Regions from separate parts of the Triticum aestivum genome. Here region 1 is linked to region 2. The links are chromatin contacts, called in public Hi-C maps. All regions are on one chromosome and are shown on one strand. The core of a region is the stretch at or near the end of the contact, and the rest is flanking DNA. Distances in the headings are between cores, read along the strand shown. Region 1 holds the start of LOC123098070 (histone H4). Region 2 has its middle 110 kb from the start of LOC123098068.

Region 1 (3,795 bases), core at 933-3,432, 380 kb after region 2:
GTAATGCTGAAAGCAATGGTCCTTTCTGGAAATTCAAGACTTACAAAACACTTATAACACACTTTTTCTTGTTTAAATCGGTGGCAGGAGGTAGAGATAGCGGCTGCAGCAGAAAAGCTTGCAGAGTGCCAGGAGACCATGTTGATTCTTGGTCGTCAACTGCAAGCTATGCGTCCTCCAGCAGAGTCAATGGGTGCCTCGCCAACCCGGCAACGAATGGAGGACTTCTTGCAAGACGCGGCAGGAACAACCGAAGGAGGCGAGTATGCCCAGAAACCATCAGGCCAGCATGATACAGATCAGGAAATGCTGGAGTCAGGGAATGTATCTCCCCTCAACGGATACAAGACCCACATGACCCCTTCTGATGTGGACGGAAGCCCTTCCCTTTCAACAAACAGTTCCAAGCGCCCAAAGCATAGGTCGCGATCCTCATCTTCTTCCTCGTTTCCTAACCAGTTGCCCGAGAAACAAAGCCGGGGCTTTAGTCGGTTCTTCGCCAAGGGCAAAGAGTGAACATTAGCTGGATTGCAAGATTCTGTGATGTTGGCTTGTTGATTCTTCGGCGAATGGATCGATAACGGATGAATGCGGGTCATGGGTTTCTATAGAGCTACTCGGCGAATCTGCTTGTGTATTATTTTGAGGTGACGCCTCCGGTGGTTCAGTTAATACTTGCCTTGCAGTCGAGCGGTTATGACCAGGTTGTGTGTGTGTGAGAGTGTGTTAGCTGTCGTTATCTTCTGCTAGAGTTTTTTCTGGGTTGCTGTTTGTCTGAAACCTCACTAAAACCTCACTGTACATGTGCTTACCTGCATGAAGAAGAGAGCTGCTGTTTGTTTGTGTTCCATTCTCTTGTGAAGTAGTCTGTGTATGTCGTTGGTGCCAAAACTGGCTTCATGTACAGCTAAGTTAACCTGCATCAATTTGAAGGTTATCATTGTGTTCATATCTGTTTATCAGTGTCAAAATCTGAAGAAAGATTTTTGTTGTCCATTTTGTGTCTTCTATGTTACTCATACTACATCCTTACTGCTGGAAGACTGCTTAGACCTTGCACAATGCAAGGTACTCCGTCTGTAAACAAATATAAGAGCGTTTAGATAATTAAAGTAGTGATTTAAACGCTTTTATATTTATTTACAGAGGGAGTACTTAGGAGAGAGGTGCTTGAAGAAATAAATCAGGTTTTCTTAAGCATCAGTGCTTATTTGTACAGGATACATGCTTAATTAGGCATTTACTCTAAAAATAGGCACCTGTGTTTTAGAAAGATCCGATTCATTTTTCTGAGCACCTAGTATTGTACAAAGTCCTATAGCAATTCAAAAACAGCAAAACCAAGCGCCTAGTTTTCTTTCTCAACAATCCAGAAAACACAACAAACGCAAAGTCTTGCCAGTTTACAATCCTAGGTGACAAGGCAAAAAGCACCGCCGATATTTACTTGTGCGAACATGTTGAAGCGTCATCACCAATTTGGCAGTTTCAGACTTTCAGCCGGAACGTGCATAATTTGCAGTTGTCTAGAACAACACCACTGGCATGCCACTGCAGCTGCAATAACCAGAGCAAAGCAATTATCCAAAGAAGAAATAAGCCGCAAAAGAGAAGCGCACGCATATCTGACATTGGATTAAAAGGGGCACAATCACGGCATTCTTGCAAATAAGACACCAGGATTTACTTCACTGCAACAGGGCACGGTTACATCAGGAACACAACATTCGACACCAAACTACCACCACCACACCACCAGCAAACAAGCCGCTACGAGGAACGGAAAGCCTAGCCGCCGAAGCCGTAGAGGGTGCGGCCCTGGCGCTTGAGCGCGTAGACCACGTCCATGGCGGTGACGGTCTTGCGGCGCGCATGCTCCGTGTAGGTGACGGCGTCGCGGATGACGTTCTCGAGGAAGATCTTGAGCACGCCGCGGGTCTCCTCGTAGATGAGCCCCGAGATGCGCTTCACGCCGCCCCGACGCGCCAGCCGCCGGATCGCCGGCTTCGTGATGCCCTGGATGTTGTCGCGCAGCACCTTCCTGTGCCGCTTCGCTCCGCCCTTGCCGAGCCCCTTGCCGCCCTTGCCGCGCCCAGACATCTCCGCTGCTCTCTCTCTCTCTCTCTTTCCCGGGGACGAAGATGGATTTGGGGATTTTGTTTTCTGTTGCTTGGTATTGGCTGGTTTGGGATATATAGAGCTGGAGGAGGGCGCGGGAGGCATTGGATCGGGGAGCGATCCGCGTGAGGGGCGAGCGCGATGGCCTTGGCCGTTGGATCGAGGCGGGGCTGGTTCCTATTGGTCGAGCGGTAGGCGCGCGGATCAAGGCTGCCCGGGCCAAATGGAAATCAGGAAGAAGGGCTGAGAGCATCTCCAGCCGTTGAGCCCGCCAGAAGGCAATTTTTTCACCGCTTGGAGGGCTGCCGGCGGATTTTTTTGGCTTGGGGGTGAAAAAGTTTCCAGCCGTGTCCACCCCCAAGCCGTGCCCAGGCCGCGCCCGCTCCAGGCCACGGCCGGCCCGGCCTCGCCGCCGAGCTTGAGCAGAGCCGCAGAGCGCGAGCGCGAGCCGGCGGAGCAGAGGAGCCACAGCTTCACCGGCGCCGTCTCCGTCCTCCCCTCCATCTCCGACGCCGTCTTCGTTGTGCGCTGCGCGGAGGGAGACAAGCCGCTGCGCCGTACCATCCTCGACCGGGGCTTCCGCCGCCTGCTGGACCGCCTCGTCGGCCTCGCTCCAAGCCGCCGTCCAGGATGTCCTCCACATCCTCCCGGGTGTGCCGCGGCAGGGCCGCCATCTTGTCCAGCGTGTTCTTCAGCTCCAGGCTGATGTGGATCTCCAGCTCTCAAGGAGCTTCTGCTCCGCGTCGAATCCCAGGTCGGAGAGGATCTTGGGCACACGCCGTCCACGCCGGGCGGCAAGCTCCAGGTGAACCCCTGCAGGAGCCGCGCGAACAACATGACAGTGAAGAGGGTGCCCAGCGCGATCCCGGGGCAGCCCGCCGCCCGGTGCTGAAGGACACGAACCGCAGCTCCGGCTCACTGAGCGCCATGGTGGCGTCGTCGCCGGCCAGGTGCCGCTCCGGCCGGAACCCGAGAGGGCTGGCCCACACCCGGAAGGAAAAGGAGAGGAGAGAGGAGAAAGAACAGAGAAAAAGGAGAGGAGACGGGAGAGAGAGGGGCTGGCAAGTGGGGCAGCGCCTGCAAAAAGCATATGCCGGCGTCCCCAGCTGCCCCTGGCGGGCTGGGTGCGGGGTGGGCGTGCCGGCGCTAATTTTTGCAAAATCCGGCGCAAAACGACGTTTTGGGGGCCTGACTGGGACGTTTTTTACCCGCCGGTGCTAAAAAAAAGTGCTTGGGGCGTCCCGGGGCCCTAGTGAAGATGCTCTGAGCGGGAATTTCTGTGCATTCTCGGGGGAGATGGAAATTTTGGGCCAATCCTATGCCGCCGCGGGCGGCATACACAGTCGTCGCTTCGCTGAAGCCAGCCTCCAGACGGGCCGGCCTTTTCGGCTGTCTTTTTTTTTCCAGCTCTTTCATTTTTCAAAAACAAAAATATGTATAGTTTTCTGTTTCGTTTCTTCTTATTTTTTCCTATTTTTTAGATGTTGAGCTTTCTTCCTTTTTACTTTTTTAATACTTTTTATATAGGTTCTGCAATATACGCTGAACTTTTTCTCAATATACGGTGAACATTTTCCAAAAACACACTAAACTTTTTTAGTATATGTTGTACATTTTAAAATACACACTTGACAATTTTCTATAATATATGATGACTATTTTTGTTAGATACATTGA
Region 2 (3,849 bases), core at 335-2,834:
GACTGCTACCTCATCCAATAACATAATGAAACTGAACCACTCCTTAGAAAGTTGGTTACACCGCAACCACGGTTCGTTCACAGAGCTAACTCAGCTAGCTAGTAGGAGTACGTATAACCGGCAAGACAATCATGATCCAATCACGATGCGCATTGATTTTTCTGGGTGAGAGTCGCTGTCCTGTCAATCATGGACCAACCTTAGCGGCAGCGCGGCAGCAGCCTGTGCGTGCGCAGTTAATTTTGGCTCACGGAGCAAACAATGAAGGCAAAAAATTCAGCACCCTGTCCCTCGTCGCTGTTCAATCAGCACCAGTCCAGCCGTGCAGATGAATGACCCTCGAATCCAAACCGCACGGTCTACAGTTTGTTCCATCGAAAGAGGGAGGACAGAATGCAGAGTAGCTGCCGACGAGCCGGCCGTCGAGCCAGGAGTTGCATCCTCCGGTTAACACCGCGCGCTGAGAAGGTACAGAGCTCCAGTCGCCTGATTGGAGGGAGATGCGTCTCTCACTGTCCCTCAACAACCGCTCATCAGTGTCACTGTCAGATTGTCTTGCAAAGCTGATTATTTACGGGCTGTGGTATGGATGGAGTAAATTATTTTGGTGCTAACCAAGTCTTTAAGAAAAGCTTTGATCAGTTGGAACAAGTCCATCAACTGACTGGCATGACTGAGCTGATGTGAGGCATTATTAGTTGGCGAGTGGCAATCTCCAAAGGGTTGGGTTTGTGGAGGTTTGAGCCATTCGTTGGGCATGTAGGGCAAGCGGGCTTTATCGTTAAAGTAGGTTTATCTGGGCGCTTTGTTTTCAGTCTGACGGCGATCCATTCACCAACCGATGATTTCCCATCCTGCCGTTGCCGTTCAAGAACAACGATAATGTGTTCAAAAGCCTGTCTGATTTGTTCGGTTGGTCGAGTAAAATCAAGTTGAGGAAGTTGGTCGAGCCGGTTCTCATGGTGGATGGGATCACCTAGAGCGAACGACTGCAAGCCTGGCGCCCGGGGCGTGTTGGCGCACGCGCGCCGTTGATGAGACGCGTCCGCCTGCAACCGGCCACGCCTGTCCGCGGTAAATTGCCGAAAGAGACAGCGTCGCGTACGGAGGACGGAGAAATTCGAGAGGAAGCGGAGGCTCGACCGATCCAACCAAATCGTGGATCACCGACGCCAACGCCCGGGGGAGAACCGACATGGTACCGCGTACAGGGTGGCCCGACGCACGCACGGGGATTGTAAAACCAGCCCATCCCTGCTCGTTCCTGTTCCCGCCACTTGCCGGGCGGAAAGCTGGAGTAGCACCGCGTAGCGTGCGCGTTACTATTTCTTCAGACAGAGTGCCAATCCAGTTCACAACTGAACGGCTGAAAGGCATGCTAGAACCAGAAAGTCGCAAGCAGATGAGATGGCAGCGACGATGAAGTGGCGGCTGTGCTGGCTATCGCGACCCCTAGCTAGCACCATGACGACGAGGGAGGGATGTTTCAGCTCGCAACGAGAGCGTCAATTATTCCACGTCCTCCGCGAGGTCGTATATACTAGTACGTACACCACACGGCACCATCCGATACCAGTCAGTCGGTCACCGGCCGCGGCGTCGCCACCCGGCCAGATGTAGCGGGCACCGCGCAACGAACAAGAGGCGGCAGGCTGCTGTCAGGACGATGATTGCCCCGCGTTCACATCGCTGTCGCACGCTCGATCGGGGCGCCTCACATCGGACTTTGACGTCCGGCCGTAACTCGCCAGCACACTGTTGCACTCGTACCTGTGCCTGCACCTGCACGTACGAACGGCCTGCATTGTCGGCACGTGAGCAAGACCTATAGGCGGGATTTAGGGATCACAAATGCTGATGGCCAGATCATCGCAGCCCGAGTAGTCCCTTGCAAAATCTGAAGCGAACGTAATAAGAATCCTGTCTTGGGTGCAGTTACCAGGGACGCGTTTGGGCCAAGGTCCAAACTGAACTGAACTTACACGGTTTTGCTCGGTGCTGGAACCACTGAATAAAAATCACGTTTCGACTTGCCGGACATCCTAATCAGGAGTTGGGTGCTGTATTTGACCGGAAGATGAGCTGCCCAACTCAACTGACCAAACAACCCACTGAAAGAGCAGCCCAAGGGCACAGCTCGCTCTGTTTACACAGCGAAACACGATCTTCTTTTGCTAGGTCCTTCGAGGATAGATAGAGTGCTTATTATGCTTATTAAACATGAAAAATCGCAGGAAAACGATAGCATATTCTTGTACAATTATATTGGCGTATTCTTGAAACCATTGAAACGATGAGCTGGACTGGACGCCCAAGTCCTCCTGCCTGCCACTCGTCCAGCCCTGCATGCATGCATGCATGCATGCGCCAATGTTTCTTCCATCTGGCGGATCAGATGGGCCTTGCCCTGAAAGAAAGGCTGGACGTGGCGGAAACACGCGTCCGGGGAGTTGCAGAAATTTATGGACGACGCTCCTGTTTTTCGGTGGTTCCCTTCGTCCGCACGCACGCACGAGAGAGGAGGCCGAACGGGGCCCCGTCCAACTCCCCTCGATCCATCTCCTTCAATCAAATAAACTACTCGTAAACTATATCCCCGACCCCGCTCGTTCGGCGTACGAACAGTTTGTGTGCGATCGACAGCTTGGTGAAAATCAGGTCTCTCAGCATGCACTGCCGCACCCCGCTGCGTGCTTCCATCCATCACGCACAGTATACGCATCTTGCGCTTCTGCTACTAGTAGTTGTTGTACTGTCTGAAGTATGCCGTACATTCCGTAATATACCACTGTTTGGCTAGTACAATGACCCGCTAGGATATGGCTAGGTGTCGATCGAGAGAACACGGCTGCAGAGTACGCGCCATGCCATGGCAGTTGAGCACCCCTTAGGTGACAGCAACCATGTCCGAACATCTGTATCTGCGGCCAGTGCCTTAAAATGTTTTCGTGTCTGAATCGAACATAAGCACCTCGCAAAAAAAAATGAAAATTCGAACACAAGTCATTAGGCATGAGTGCCTCCATTTCCTCAACCAGAGCTGCTGATCGAGCCATTCATGCCATGCCTGACCTTGATATCATATTCTTGGTTGGAATGCAGCAGTTAGATGATATCCCCCGTTAGCTGCGGTAGCTGCGGTTCCAGGAGCAAGCAAATCGTTAGAACTAGAAAAGGCGCAAGCAAATCGAGCCAAATCGGCCGCACGATGATTGAGATGATCCTCCTGCCCGTCTTTCCTGACCTGCAAATTAGATAACTACTGAACGCTGCCACCGGCGTGGTCTTTCCGATCACAGGATCACATGATCACAGTCACAACACGCGTGCATGGAGCCGGCAAACCGACGAAAATTTGGCTAGCATAAATTGTTGCGCTACCAGCTTGCCGAGTGAGGCCGACTCCACCGCGCGACCCTATCCTGTCTGCCCCCGTCCGTTTGGGGTAAAAGGGACAAACGAGACGGCCCAGCGTGCGGGCGCAAACGGACTTTTGTCCACTTTGTGTCCGTTTTTTACCCATCCCGGGCCCAAGTTTGCGTCGATTTTGGGGTGAAACGAACAGCGCGCGGACGGGCGGGACGCGCGCGCTTGTCCTCCCCTAGCCTGCCTGTCGGTGGGAGAAACCACCCCCACCCCCCACGCCCATTTGGCGCCATTTCCCCCAAACCCTCCCACGTCCCTCCCGCCGCCCCCTCTCTCCCCCGTCCATGGCCGACGCCCCGCTGAGTTCCGGCGGCCTGGCCGTCGACCCGCCCGAAAGGTGAAGAAGAAGGCGCCAAGGAAGCCGCGGTCGGAGTGCACGCCGGAGGAGATTGCCAAGTTGGACGCGGAGTCGGCGAAGAGGAG

What was found. Hi-C and Micro-C count contacts between places; a contact is called where the count stands out from the background.
Region 1: a contact with region 2 is called in a Hi-C map of leaf, with 4 times the contacts expected there. The contact joins the promoter of LOC123098070 here to the enhancer-like site in region 2. A contact is called at or near these places in 3 of 5 Hi-C or Micro-C datasets (all in leaf) and 1 of 1 datasets of contacts at active chromatin or transcription factors (leaf).

Annotation. Positions count from the first base shown.
Region 1 is chr4D:384,238,905-384,242,699 of IWGSC CS RefSeq v2.1, forward strand. It overlaps LOC123098070 (histone H4), which reads right to left and starts at 2,183. Exons shown (of 1, transcript XM_044519946.1): 1 at 1,660-2,183. The coding sequence starts at 2,100. The coding sequence ends at 1,789. LOC123098069 (filament-like plant protein 4) reads left to right here. Exons shown (of 6, transcript XM_044519945.1): 6 at 88-850. The coding sequence ends at 516.
Region 2 is chr4D:383,861,172-383,865,020 of IWGSC CS RefSeq v2.1, forward strand. No RefSeq gene overlaps it. Among protein-coding and RNA genes, the nearest start is that of LOC123098068, 110 kb to the left of the region's middle. Within about 2 kb of position 1,585, at least 3 of the 8 cell types and tissues checked have an H3K27ac peak or open chromatin away from gene starts, as enhancers often do. A contact at or near this core is called in leaf, where this site is marked.